Linked DNA regions of Sus scrofa: all the other regions are linked to region 2. Evidence: chromatin contacts called from public HiChIP or PLAC-seq and promoter capture Hi-C data. All regions are on one chromosome and are shown on one strand. Each heading gives the region's core, a stretch centred on a gene start, on an enhancer-like site or on the middle of the called end of the contact. The rest is flanking DNA. Distances are from core to core; before and after follow the strand shown.

What was found. Promoter capture Hi-C pulls out the DNA fragments that hold promoters and counts their contacts. HiChIP or PLAC-seq counts read pairs in DNA pulled down with a chosen protein or histone mark.
Region 1: an H3K27ac HiChIP or PLAC-seq map of alveolar macrophages shows a contact between it and region 2. The contact joins the promoter of COX17 here to the promoter of NDUFB4 in region 2. A contact is called at or near these places in 1 of 5 promoter capture datasets (liver) and 1 of 2 datasets of contacts at active chromatin or transcription factors (alveolar macrophages).
Region 3: a promoter capture Hi-C map of liver shows a contact between it and region 2, with 4 times the contacts expected there. The contact joins the promoter of GOLGB1 here to the promoter of NDUFB4 in region 2. A contact is called at or near these places in 1 of 5 promoter capture datasets (liver) and 3 of 47 Hi-C or Micro-C datasets (embryonic fibroblasts, heart right ventricle and retroperitoneal adipose tissue).
Region 4: a contact with region 2 is called in an H3K27ac HiChIP or PLAC-seq map of alveolar macrophages. The contact joins the promoter of MAATS1 here to the promoter of NDUFB4 in region 2. A contact is called at or near these places in 2 of 47 Hi-C or Micro-C datasets (heart right ventricle and skeletal muscle) and 1 of 2 datasets of contacts at active chromatin or transcription factors (alveolar macrophages).
Region 5: a contact with region 2 is called in an H3K27ac HiChIP or PLAC-seq map of alveolar macrophages. The contact joins the promoter of HCLS1 here to the promoter of NDUFB4 in region 2. A contact is called at or near these places in 2 of 2 datasets of contacts at active chromatin or transcription factors (alveolar macrophages and skeletal muscle).

What each region holds. Positions count from the first base shown.
Region 1 is chr13:140,582,981-140,585,680 of Sscrofa11.1, forward strand. COX17 (COX17 cytochrome c oxidase assembly homolog) reads left to right here and starts at 1,306. Exons shown (of 3, transcript NM_001348525.1): 1 at 1,306-1,557. The coding sequence starts at 1,451.
Region 2 is chr13:139,729,213-139,731,912 of Sscrofa11.1, forward strand. NDUFB4 (NADH dehydrogenase [ubiquinone] 1 beta subcomplex subunit 4) reads right to left here and starts at 1,280. Exons shown (of 3, transcript XM_003361882.4): 1 at 1,038-1,280. The coding sequence starts at 1,217. All of the region lies in intron 2 of LOC102162379 (a long non-coding RNA gene), which reads left to right.
Region 3 is chr13:138,753,403-138,756,102 of Sscrofa11.1, forward strand. GOLGB1 (golgin subfamily B member 1) reads left to right here and starts at 1,401. Exons shown (of 23, transcript XM_021070274.1): 1 at 1,401-1,431.
Region 4 is chr13:140,565,529-140,568,228 of Sscrofa11.1, forward strand. MAATS1 (cilia- and flagella-associated protein 91) reads right to left here and starts at 1,448. Exons shown (of 18, transcript XM_003132654.4): 1 at 1,179-1,448. The coding sequence starts at 1,302.
Region 5 is chr13:138,851,114-138,853,813 of Sscrofa11.1, forward strand. HCLS1 (hematopoietic lineage cell-specific protein) reads left to right here and starts at 1,274. Exons shown (of 14, transcript XM_013980963.2): 1 at 1,274-1,441.

The sequences.
Region 1 (2,700 bases), core at 56-2,555, 850 kb after region 2:
ACTGAAGAGCCCAGAGTCAGTGACAGAGACATGGATGGTTTAATGGCCAGGGGGTTCTTACATGTCTGACAGGACATGGTAAAGTCTCTGCTCCTGGAGGGGAAGGGGAGATTGCCAGTTACAGTGGGAATTGACATCAGGTTGGCACATGAGTTACCAGGGAGACCAGCAGAGAGGCACTGCCCTCACCGCTCTTTAGATAAGAACAATCTCATTGCTGGGGCCTGGGACAAATATGTAGAAAGGTCAATCATGCACTTAGGGGTTGGTGGAGCAGGAAATGGTGGAGCAGGGAATGTACAAAGAGCAAGAAAACAGCCATCTTGAGGGGCAATACCATTGGCTGGTTTAGGTGATAAGCAATGTTTGATTAACCAAAGTGCGTATCCCTAGACAGCTATTTTAACAATGCCTGGAAGTCCTGCTTTAAAAAATAAGTTCATCCTTCCTCAAACAATTCTCTGCAGGAAAAAAACTTAATGGTTATGTCCATTCTATTGCAAATACTGTCTAAGTTTACTTATTTACCTAGATGGATAGGTATTAACTGAATTTGAGGAATGACAATGAAAAGGCATTTTAAAATTTTACTAACCAATATATTTGCCCTATGATTGGCAATTCATATGGAAATCAATTCAGTTGGAGAGGGAGCTATAAACACTAACTAGCTGAGGATTTAAAGCGTGTGGGTGAGGTAAGGTTCCCAGGCTAGGGGTCTAATCGGAGACACAGCTGCTGCCAGCTTATGCCACAGCCACATCAACACCTGATCTGAGCCCTGTCTGTGACCTACACCACAGCTCAGGGCAACGCTGGATCCTTAAACCACTGAACGAGGCCAGGGATAGAACCCGAAACCTCATGGTTCCTAGTCTGATTCGTTTGCGCTGACCACTAGGGAACTCCTTTGCTACTCACTTTTAACTAGAGCGGTGAAGTGGGGTGGTGAAGGCAGTAAGGCAGATAATGGCAAGCATAAGATGCCGGGCGCTAAGTCTGTTACTCAAGAGGAATTGGCTTTCACTAGTGTTTTTTTTTTTTTTCTGTAGCATAGACAGGTCATTTCACCTTCTTGAGTTTCAGTTTTCGACTTCGAGCTGGGTGTATGGTTGAGAGCTCTCCGAGTTGCCTTACGGGTCTCCTCATTTGTGGGTCCTCTCAATGCTGGTCTACAAACATCGCTGCACTTTACCTGGGCTCTCTGCACCTGCGCGGAAAAGGCGCCCTAGCACTAAGGCCATCATTCGGCCTCTTCTGCGCACGCGCGTGCCCTTTAAAACATTTTTCCTCTTTACCTCCTCCCTTCCTCCCAGTTCGTCAGAGTGAGAGGCAGGACTTCCTGTTCTGTTTTGGAGCGACTGCCGGAAATAACTGCGGGCGAATCGGCGTGTCCGGAGGCCGGTAGAGTTTGGGGTGGCAGAGCTAATTGCAGCTTTCGGCGCGAAAAATGCCGGGTCTGGCGGCCGCAATCCCTGCCCCGCCTGAATCGCAGGAGAAGAAGCCGCTGAAGCCCTGCTGCGCCTGCCCGGAGACCAAGAAAGCGCGCGATGCGTGGTCAGTGCGCAGCCGGGGAGGGGGCGGCGGGGCAGGCTCCGTGCACTGCCTTCGGGTGCCGCTGCCCGGACTAGGGCTGGTCGTGGCCCTCACTTTGCCGCGGGGCTCTCTTGAGGGTTATAGACCTGGGTAGGCTTCGCAGTCAGCTGTCTGTAGACTGAGCTCGTAGCTTACCCTGGGGAAAAGGTTGAAGGGATCAGAGAGAGGTCAGATTGACCCGCCGCGCTCAATCCAGGCATTCCTTCCTACAAAAGGTTTTTCATCAGCTGTTATGGGTCAAACATTGCTTTAGGACCGAAGGCTTGTAAACGGATGGATGCTACTTGATTTAAAGAAACACAGGAGTTCCCGTGGTGGCTCACCGGATTAAGAACCCGACCAGCAGCCATAAGGATGCAGTTTCGATCCCTGGTCTGTTCAGTGGGTAAAGGAGCCGGCCCTGCAAACTGCAGGGTAGGTCGGTCGCAGATGCCAATGGGATCTGTGTGGCTGTGGCTGCGGTGTAGGCCGGCATATGCAGCTCTGATTCAGCCCCTAGCCTGGGAACTTCCATATGTCCCAGGTGCGGCCCTTAAAAAAAAGTAAAGGGAAACAGTTAATGGAAACGTTTTTCAATGATTGCTCTACTATGGTTTATGGGCCATGATAGAAGACTTGGCAAAATCAGAGTTCCCTTGTGGTGAGAGGGGTTAAGGATCCCACGTGGTCTCAGCAGCGACTGCCGTGGGGCGGGTTCGATCTCTTTTCGGGAAGTTGCACATAGTTCCCCCGCGGCCAAGAAAAAAAGATTTATCAAGATCAAAGAGTAAAAGTTTTCCGGTTTTCTGGTAATTTCTCCCCGAATTTAGTCATAGTAGGGTACAAGGTACATTTCTTAACGGTACAGAAAATCCCCTAAACTCTTCCCCCCACCGTTTTAGGTAGATAATTTAAAAATCAACTAGGCTATAACATATGTGACACTGTAGTGTTCAGAATTGTTTATCTAAATTACCATCAACCTGCAAAAGGTTTTCATTTCTTCTTACTGTATACAGCCTCTGTTGTGGAACAAATCTCAGAAGGAATCTTCAGATAATGTGAATGTACACCTCTCCCTCCAGTCCCTTTTTGTCCTCACATAAAAAGTAAAGAAATCATAAG
Region 2 (2,700 bases), core at 30-2,529:
ACTTGCCCTTCCCATGTCATCTTTCTCATCTGTAAAATGGGGATAGTAATAAAGTTTAAATCTTCAAATACCCATGATATTTGAATTTCAGAAAGTTTCAGTAATTCCTGGCACACCTGTAAATTTCCTTCAATCCTCACAACTTCCTAAAATTCCTACAAAATACCAATGCAACTGTTGGGAAAAAAACTTCTCTAAAAAATCATATTTACATATTTAAATAGCTCTTGTACAGAAAATTATCTTCTAGATAATAGCTATCGGTCTACTAGGCATGTTATAAGTGCTGGGAGCATTATACAGACTATCTCATTTAACCTCAAAAGGTTTCTATAAAGAATGTACTATCGTTTCCGTATATGAAAATTATAAAACTAAGGTTCAGAAGGGTTAGGGATTTTGCACAAGGTCATATAATTTGCCAATAGGTAGTGCCTTCGTGTCTGACTCCAAAGCCCAAAGCTTTAGCAAGCTGTAGGGTATCTGGATTATTAGAAGATGTAAACTGAAAAATCACTATATTCCCATCAGAACAGTATTTCTATGAACTGTGAACTGTAAAGTGGAAAACAGCTTTAAAACACCCCCCCCCCCATATTTTCTGAACACTCAGCACAAGCCAGGAACTGTGCTGGTGGGTCACGTGCCCCATCTCATTTAATCCTCATAAGAGCCTCGTAAAACAGGAAGTACTATATTATCCCCATTTTTCAGATAGGAAAACCAAAGCCAAGCAGCAGGGTTGAAAAGCTTTTCCATGATCACCCAGGCGAGAAGTGATCAAGCTGGGACTCAAACCCAGCCACTTGTGAACCCAGAACCCGTCCTCCTAACCGCTAAGCTATCCACCCAAGGTCAAAGGGCTAATGCCAAGGTCCTGCTCTCTGGGCCTGGAAGAGGACCTGTGTTTTAAAACACTCTTTGGAAACGGTGACCGCCCCGTGGCGTGGTCCCCCTTGGGCCGTCTAGGCTGCCGGGTCTGACGGGACCATCCGGACTCTGGCCCTCGATTCCCACCCGGCTGGCCCCTCACTCACGATGACCCCTAGGCGGTTAGGGTCGTTGTACTGGAGCAGGTACTCCCGCTTAAGCCGGGATCTTATGGCCAACCGCTCGGCTTGTGCCTTCCGGGTTTCCGGAGATATGTCGTATTCAGCTGGGTCGAGAGTAGCTGGCAGGGTTGCCAGGCGGGAAGGCTTGTATTTTGGGAACGACATCTTGGCAACCCGGCGCACAAACGCGCCTGCGGGGCCCCGAGGCCCGCCCCCTACGTGCTGACCTTTGTCCTGAGGAAGTGCGCCTGCGTGTTAGCAAGAGGCGGAAACGGTTTAGCATGTACAGCTTTTTAACCTTCCTCTGTCCCCGGCGCTAGTAGCGATCTGCGCATGCGCAAGGTACTTTCCTCGCCTTCCCCCGCCCTCTCCTTTTCCTACCGCTGTGGAAAGTCTCGCTTCTTGTCCGTGCTTGCAGCTCTAGCTTTACTGACCCTGAAGGGCACATTCTGTGAAGTTGAGTTAGCAGAGAGGAGAAATGGGACCGACTGTGGAATTCTCTTTTAGTACAAGTCCATCTCTCTGACCTGGGGAAGTCACTTAACTTCTCGGAGTTTCCTCTTCCTTATCCTGGAGATTATGATCCCTATTCTGTCTGCCTAGCAAAACTCATGTGAGGATTAAATAAAATAATGAATAGATGCAACATACTTTGCAAAATATTCCTTATCCAAGAAAAAGAAAAACCAAATCTTAGTTACAACACTGAAACCTTTTAGTAAAATCCTTACCATTCTTCAGATGCTAAGATTAAAAAACATCCATAGAAATATGAAAATAAGCATAGGAGCATTTTATCTTACTGTGAAAGATAGTTTGGGGGGAAGAGTGAGGATAACCTTAAAGGGAATGTTCTCCATCCCTACCATCCTTCTCCTTTCCCCACTATCACCAAAGAAAAAGGGCTACTTCAAGTTGCAAGGCAGGTTCTTTGGGTACCAAGCAGATATTCCTTAGGGGAAAACATGTAAACAATATTTCCATAACTCAGGCAAGGAAAGTGGATCAAAAGTTAACTTCAGCTTGGATGAACCATCTGGGGACATGTAGAAATGTTGCGAAATGGTTGCTAAGCAGAGAAGGGACCTAGAAAGTGTTGGCACTTGACGTGATGAGGAGCAGCACTGCTGTCAAATTTATTCAACATTTTAATACTGTTTTTAAATATTTATTAAGCACTCACTGCATGAAGCATCCTGCACACTAGTCAGTCAATCTTCTAGGCTGAGTGGGAAAAACAAAAATGAAAGATGAGGTGATTGTCTCTGAGGAGCTGACAATCCCGGCAGTACAGAAAGAATAGACAGAATATGATAATATTTGCTAAGCAGTTTACTGTCCAAATGAATATATAGAAAAATGGGCTCAGAAGAATGGAGACTGAGGGAATGTAGAAGAAAGAAATTTTTTGTTGTTGTTGTTTTTTTTTTTTTTTTTTTTGTCTTTTTGCTATTTCTTTGGGCCACTCCTGCGGCATATGGAGGTTCCCAGGGTAGGGGTCCAGTCGGAGCTGTAGCCACTGGCCTACGCCAGAGCCACAGCAACACGGGATCCGAACCGCGTCTGCGACCTACACTACAGCTCACAGCAACGCCGGATCCTTAACCCACTGAGCAAGGCCAGGGATCAAACCCGCAACCTCATGGTT
Region 3 (2,700 bases), core at 151-2,650, 980 kb before region 2:
TGTTGTTCAAGAGCCAACTGTTTAGTTTTTTCTCTCCTCACTAAATTATTGTTTTCAAAATGGCAGGAATTTGTTTTCCCTTGATCTCAGCTATATCGCCAAGTCCAAGAACAGTACACACTAATTACAGGGGACTACAATTTAGATGGTCACCAGAAAATGCCTTACTGATGTTTGATCCACAAAGATTTATGTAATAAACATTAGCACGAGGATGCATAGGGTGGGCTGAGTGCCTGACACACAGTAAGTCTCAATAAATTCAAATAATACTAATTGTCAAGGGAGTCCCTGATATCACAGGAGCTGGCTACTTTTATTCCTTTCCTTAGAGGCTCTGTGACTGTTACTGGAGCACCTCACTGACTCCTGTCCCAGTACCAGAGCCCTCAACCCTCACCTGCTTAAGGGCCAGTTCTGACACCACTTATTAAAAGGCATTCTCTGGTATTCACTACTTTCCCTCTAACTCAAATCCTTAGAAACATCTCTGATCCTTTCATACAGATGCCAAGTTCTACCTAGTCCGAGTCACATTAGTAAGTCGCTGTTTGTGAAAGTCACTTTAATCTGGTTCTCATTTTTCATCAGTAAAATGAAAAAGTCATATTAGATGTCCTACTTTCCGGTCTAATATTTTATGACTCTAAGAGCAAAACCCACATTCTTTTTTTTTTTTTTTGTCTTTTGTCTTTTTGTCTGTTGTTGTTGTTGCTATTTCTTGGGCCGCTCCCGCGGCATATGGAGGTTCCCAGGCTAGGGGTTGAATCGGAGCTGTAGCCACCGGCCTACGCCAGAGCCACAGCAACGCGGGATCCGAGCCGTGTCTGCAACCTACACCACAGCTCACGGCAACGCCAGATCATTAACCCACTGAGCAAGGGCAGGGACCGAACCCGCAACCTCATGGTTCCTAGTCGGATTCGTTAACCACTGCGCCACGACGGGAACTCCAAAACCCACATTCTTATACCCTCCTCACAGCTCATTTAGCAATCCTAATGGCAGCTGGTTTCTGCAGTGCAGAGTCTCCGCGAAAGCCCAAGCTACAATGTCGATCAGTTTTGACCAACCCCGCGGAGGTATCAGAAGCAATAAGCGCAGCCACTTTACTTTGGAAACACCTGACCTTACCAAGAAGGCCCGCCCTCCCGGCATTTCCGGCTCTTCCCCAAATTTTCTTCCGGAACACTTTCTCGGGTCTGACTCCACCCCTCCTCCACTCTTTAGAGTCTATTGGCTGTTTCTTTGAGGAAGCGGAGCATTTCCTGACTTTGATTGGTCTCGGTCATTGTTGACGGGTTAGGTACAAACAAGGCGTGCCTGGTCTCCCTGGTAACGCCCTGTCAATAGCCCTGATTGGTCCATATCCTAATCCCAGTTTCCGTCCCAACAGCGAGTGGTTGAGTCCGGCAGCGGGGCGCGGCGGAGGTGGGTGTCGTGTACGGGATTCCCGAGCTGACGTGGCTTAAATTTGGGAGGGGGGCAGCTGGAGCCTCCGGCAACAACCTCTTCCAGGTGAGTGGGGGATACTCCCCAACTCCTCCCTTCCTTGAGCCTTGTAACGGTCACCCCCACCACAAGGCCCGCAGGTCTGCCGAAGCAGCCACACTCGGGTCCCCTCCCTGTCCCGCCTCTCCTGATTTAGTCCTGGATCCGGCCCTTTAATCCACCTTCCTTCATCTACAGGGCCTGGTTCCAATTGTTTACTCGCCGGCTGGCGCCGCCGGATGGTTTCAGGGTCGCCCTACACGGCCTCCAGGCACATATGCACTGTCCGCCCCCTCCTTTGGACTTTTCTCCTCTGGGATAGGCGGAGAAAGGCGCTCGGGTCAGCCCTGTCCGCACAGCCTCGTTCCCTAAGCAGCCTGCTCAGGCCGACCTGTGTACGCAGCAGCCGACGTCGGAGAGAACCTGCCCGGCCCCTCTGCGGTCAGGCCCTAAACAAACTTAGTGTCTGGAAGGGGAGGCGGGAGCCAAACAAATCCAAGGTCTTGAGGGCGGAGATCACAGAAACATTGGCGCTATTAACGCAAATGTGGGTCTGTCGAAGGATCCTGGATCCTGCTACTGAGTTGCTGGGGAGGTTCAGAGAGAGGGATGATCCTTGCAATCCCATTAAGACTAAAATCCCAGGAATCGGAGGGAGGTTATTAGAGGAAAGGGAACCCTGAAGAAAGTTCTGGAGGAAAAAGAATTTGATTTGAAAATGGAGGATGTTTATTCTGCATAACAGGTTGGTGTGTAGGAGTGTTAGGGGTAGATAACCCCCCTCGACAAATGAGGAATATATTTGTCTGACTTGAAGAGTTTCAGTTGGTCTGTGGGGAGAAGACAATTTAAGAGTAGGGCAGAGATATTTAAAGATCGCTGGATAAGTACTTTCACTTTTGGAAACAGTTGGAAGCTTTCCGAGCTTTTAAAGAATCTCACAGTTTTGTGCAAGATAGCACTAGAGAGCTCACTACAGAAAGGCTGGAGGCCTTTTCAGAAGCACGAAGTAATTAAATTTGGATGATCAGAATGATTATGAACTGTCAAAATCAGTAAGTGTTCTTTTGGAAGTGACAGGATATGGTCATGGAATAGATATAGGGAAGAGTTGAAGAGAATTCAAAAATTGCAGACATTGTACACTGACTGTTTCACAGCTTTTACGTTTTATTCTTTGACCATGGAATGACCATTTGATGCTTTCCT
Region 4 (2,700 bases), core at 198-2,697, 840 kb after region 2:
ACCCCTAGCCTGGGAACCTCCATATGCCGTGGGAGCGGCCCAAGAAATGGCAAGAAGACAAAAATAAATAAATAGATAAATAAACTGGGGCTTTACTGGCCCAAAGGACCTAGTGGACATAGTTTATAAACAATACTTTAATGGTTAAGAATAAGCTTGAAGAAAAGAGAAAGCTAAAAACAAAGATGAAATAAACTGGCCCTTCCTTACCTAGATGCCAAATTTGGAAGAGGCCAGAGAATGAGAACTGGAAGGGCATTTTATGCAGTTTGAATGTGGGAGTGTTGAGTCAGTCTCTGAAACCAAGCAGGATGCTATAGGGCTCCTTGATGGATACAAATCCTTTGTGTGCCCCCAACCCCCCCCTCCTTCTTGTTTGTAGGAAATAGGCTTCATATAGCCTCCTTGACCTTACCTGAGTTTCAAAGAGCAGATTCAAACAGTGGATAATGAGAAAGGAGGGGATGCAGAGACAAGTCAGGAGAAGTCAAGAAACACTACTGCAGCCTTGGGGCAAGATCCTGGTTCCTCCTCAAGAAATATACAGAACATTATCTTTGAGCTCTTCTGCAGAACTAAGGCCCCCACCCAGGTGATCCAGATGGCAATTTCAACACAAGATGGCTGAAGCATCCCTCTGTGACCTCAGGAAAAAAAGTCACATACCCTTCAGCCTTCACCCTAAATATTGCTATTGAAAACTTTTTCCCCAAAACCATCAGGGATTTCGGGGGGGTTTGAACCAAGCCACTCTTGCTTGGCCCTACAGTAAACCTTTTTCTTTTGGTTTGTTTGACCTCACTGTGAGTGGAGCACCCAAACTTTCTTCAGTAACATTTCCAAGTATGCAAATCATTGGGTACTGTATGGGATACCAAAACTCCAGTAACGGGTTTCAGAAAGATTGCTTTGGGCTGTGCAAATTATCAAGAAAAGCGGGTGAAGAAGAGTCAGGTGTTCCCTACCCCTGCTCCAAGACGCAGCTCACCTGAGTCTTCAGAGATGCCCTAGAGTGCACCACCCAGAGGGCTTGGAGCTGCCCATCCAAGACAAGACAAGGGATCTGTCCTGAGGCCAGTCTTTCCTCCGCTGAGCCTCCTGGCCAGGTCCCACCATCTTCAAAGCCCATCTGTCCCAGGAGTCTACAACTCAGGAGGGAGATCTGGAGCCGCCCTTACCATACAGGAAATCATACGTTCGACTAGCGGAGACGTTGCCCCAGGTCCCCGACTTCCCTCTGCACTGGGTTTGAGACATCTGAGGTTTGGCCTGGGGCTCGGTGATGGTCACAACATGACTCATGGTGCCGGCTCTGCCCTGCAGTCAGCCAGGACCAACTTGAGAGACCTAGCTGTTGTGTGGACAGTAGCTATGGTAACCCCCTGGAAGAGCGGAAACGAAGGGCGGAGCGAGGACAGCACGCAAGCGGAGAAGGGAAGAGCGGAACTAGCATGAGAGGGGAGGAGCCGAGTGACAAGGACGGGGCGGGACGAGGGTCAGGAAAGGCGGGCTGGATGAAGAACCTGGGCGGGGCTAGTGAAGGGAGGGGCGCGGGGCTGGCGACCGGGAGGAAGACGGGGGGATTGCAGGAAGGCGTGGGGCGTGGCGCAGGGGCGGGAGGACAGGAAGTGTGCAGAGGGAAGGAGCGGGAGGGGTGGAGAAAGGGGTTGGGAGGAAAGGACAGCACTCAGAAGGAAAAAGGGGAAAGTAGTAGGCCGGGGGAGGATCTGCTACACTGCCCGCTTCATTCCAGAGGCCAAGCCTTGAGTTTTCAGTTGTACATCCAGGATCAATGCGCGGGGCCCGCAGGCTGGGGAAAAGGCTACTGCTCAAATCCAGCAGTGATTTGCCGGTTTCACTCCGCGACCTCTTTCGGAAATCCCTGGGAAATCTCAGAAAAAAATAGTCGGGGGCTTTCCTTTCGGACATCCCCTTTCCGCGGGGCTTTTTCTGCTAGCTGAGAAAGCTCCTAAACGTTGGACTTTGACACTCTATGAACCCTTGCCCTGGGAATCAGGATTTGGGGTGGGGTGGGTAGTTAGTAACTGTTGATCTGCATTCTGCTACCCCTTTCTGAGCCCTGGGCACTAATTAAATCAGCCGAAGATGATGTGGTGTATTCCGCACTGACTTGCTTTTTAAAACTACTTATTATGGAAATGTCTGTTTTTGTTTTTGTTTCAGGGCCGCAACAGCGGCATATGGAGGTTCCCAGGCTAGGGGTCCAATCCGAGCTACAGCCACGCCTATGCCTATGCCACAGCCACGCAGGATCCAAGCAGGGTCTGCTATCTACACCACAGCTCACAGCAACACCTGATCCTCAACCCACTGAGAGAGGCCAGGGATCAAACAGCAACCTCATGGTTACTAGTCGGATTCGCTGCATCACAACAGGACTCTGGAAATGTCTTAACATAGGCAAGAGTGAATCCACTTTTAGTAATGAGCTGGCGCTAATCATCACGGAGTAAATAATTATCAAGAATTTGCCAGTCCAGTTTCACCTGTCTACTATCTCCTTTTGCTTGAGCATTTTCAAATCCCAGACATTATTTTACCCTTAATCTGCATCTCAAACTGATACAGATTTTTAACATAATTGCCATTATCAAATCTAACAAAATTAATAATTCCTTTATATTTAAAATTTAGTATATATTCAAATTTCCCTGATTGAGTCCAAGATTTTTTTTTCTG
Region 5 (2,700 bases), core at 24-2,523, 880 kb before region 2:
GTGTTGCTGCAAATGGCATTATTTCATTCTTTTTATGCTGAATAATATTCCATTGTATATGTACCACATCTTTATCCATTCCTCTGTCGATGAACATTTAGGTTGCTTCCATGTCTTAGCTATTATAAACAGTGCTTCAATGAACATTTGGGTGCATATATCTTTTTGAATGATGGTTTTCTCTGGATAGATGCCTAGGAGTGGGATTGCTGGATCATATGGTAGTTCTATTTTTAGTTTTTTGAGGACCTCCATACTGTTTTCCATAGTAGTTGCACCAATGTGCATTCCCACCAACAGTGTAAAAAAAGAGAGAGGACTCAAATCAATTAAATTAGAAATGAAAAAGAAGTTACAGCAGACATCACAGAAATACAAAGGATCATAAGAGACTACTACAAGAAGCTATATGCTAATAAAAATGGACAACTTCGAAGAAATGGACGAATTTTTAGAAAGGTACAATCTTCCAAGAATAAACCAGGAAGAAATAGAAAAGATGCATGGACCAATCACAAGTACTGAAATTGAAGCTGTGATTAAAGAACTTCCAACAAACAAAAGTCCAGGACCAGATGGCTTCACAGGCGAATTCTATCAAAAATTTAGAGAAGAGTTAACACCTATCCTGAAACTATTCCAAAAAATGGCAGAGGAAGGAACACTCTATATTTAGTTTTTTTTAAGGAATCTCCAAACTGTTCTCCATAGTTCCAAACCCCAGTTGTAAGTAATGTGAGTGATATAGAAATTGCGTTTCTTCTTAAATCTTACCCTTCAGGGTGTTCCCTTGTGGCGCAGCATGTTAAGGATCTGGTGTTGTCGCTGCAGCAGCTCAGGATGCTCTTGTGGCACAGGTTCAGTCCCTGGCCTGGGAACATCTATATGCTATGAGAACGGCAAAAAAAAAAAAAAAAAAAAAAAAAAAAAAAAAGGAAAAGAAATCTTACCATGTTAAGATTGATTTTTGAAAATGTGAAAATTCACATAAAAATTAGTTTTTCCATTAAGTCTTTAGCCCATACCAAATTCTCAAAATTTCTTTGCTATAAGCAGATGCAATTGCCCACCTATTTTGGAAACAAATTTTCTTCAATGGTCTTATGTATTTTCTGGTTGAATGTTTTGCTTCCCTGACCAGATTATAAACTCTGAGAGTTCATTTTTTTATGACCTCTGAGACCCTCAAAGCCTTGCAAAAGAGCAAGCACCAAGCATTTAATCCTTTTTTATTTAAGTGCCTAAGCAGAAGGAACTGACTCAAACTTCAGGAAGTAGCTGTGAGGACAGGGTGGCAGGAAATGACAGAAAACCTGAATACGGAACTGAAGCAGCAGCTCAGAATTTCTTGCTCTGAAGTCGCAGCAGCTAGAGAGGAGCTGAGTGTCGCTGTGAGGAGCTGAGAGCTGAGAGCTGAGAGCAAACGCTTGCACGGTTGAAGGTGAGTTGTCCGAGCAGTGGGAAAGTTGGGGGGCACAGGACAAGAGTTGAAGTGAGAGGACCCTGCCTGGCTCTTAGTCTTTGCTGAGAGGCCAAGTCACTGCTAGTCGGCTTTTCACCTTTTATGGCCAGAAGTCCAGGGTGTGGGTGGTTGTGGGTAATGAGCATCTGGGGATAGAAGCAGAAGGAGGAGGCTGGAGCTCAGGGAACAGGATTTAGCAGCCCTCGACCACCCCTGGTTTCTGCTGACAATTCACGGCCCTCTCTAAGGCCCCTTGCTCCTAGGTACTGAGTTGGGAGGTGAAGACAGTCTGTGCCCTCGGAGGGTGTGTGAGCTAGCAGAGCCAAAACCCACGGGAGACACTGCAACAGATCCGGAAGTAGTAGTTGCTAATATACACCAGTGCTGAGATCCAAGTGCTAAAATGAAGGCATGGTGGTTCCACGAGGGCAGGTTTCTATGAATGTTGGATCATAGAGTCCCGGGGTGTCAGAATGGAGGGGACTTGATGGATTCGCAAGGATAACCTCTTTGTTTCTTTTCCATTGGGAAAAACAGTATCAGGGATGTTCAATGATTTACCAAATTGTTTTCATTGATATTTGTCATTTGCTTAGGCTGGTACCTGGCAAATAAGTACATATGGTCTCTATGTTGACTTCCTGGTCTCTTCTGATTCCCAGTCTGTGTACTTTTCTGAGGCAGCCTCATGATGAAGCCTTGACATCCTGGACTCCAGGCCTCACCACGTTACTCTGGATTCCACCTCTAGATAACATGTATGGGCTTCCTTATTTCTGACCAGTAGCTCAAGGATACTAAATTGCCTGTGTCAGAAAGCCTGCCCTTTGTTTCAAAAGTACATGAGGATGGGAGGCTTATGGGAGAGTAAGGCTGAGGCCTGAACAGCAGGAAAGAAGCCGGGACCATTGGTCCTCCATGCTGCTTCTCAGCCCACGGATACTTCAAAAACTTCTATTTTCCAGTTTTCTATGTGAAGTCCTTTTGTGGCAGAGTGGCCCAAAAGCCAGGACTAGAGGTGTTAGCTTCATGGTCCCCATCCATTGTTGTTACCCCACAGGGGAAGGCAGGGCTACTCTCAGCAATGACTCATCCCACTGTCCAGCTGACTTGGTCAGTACTTCCCCAGTGTCCTCTTTGCATCTCATTAACCAGTCTACCCTCGAATTCCTCTTGTTCTGGTTTCCAAGGGGTTTTTCAAAGAGCTGGAGTAGGTTGGAGTTTTCAAGTGGAATGCA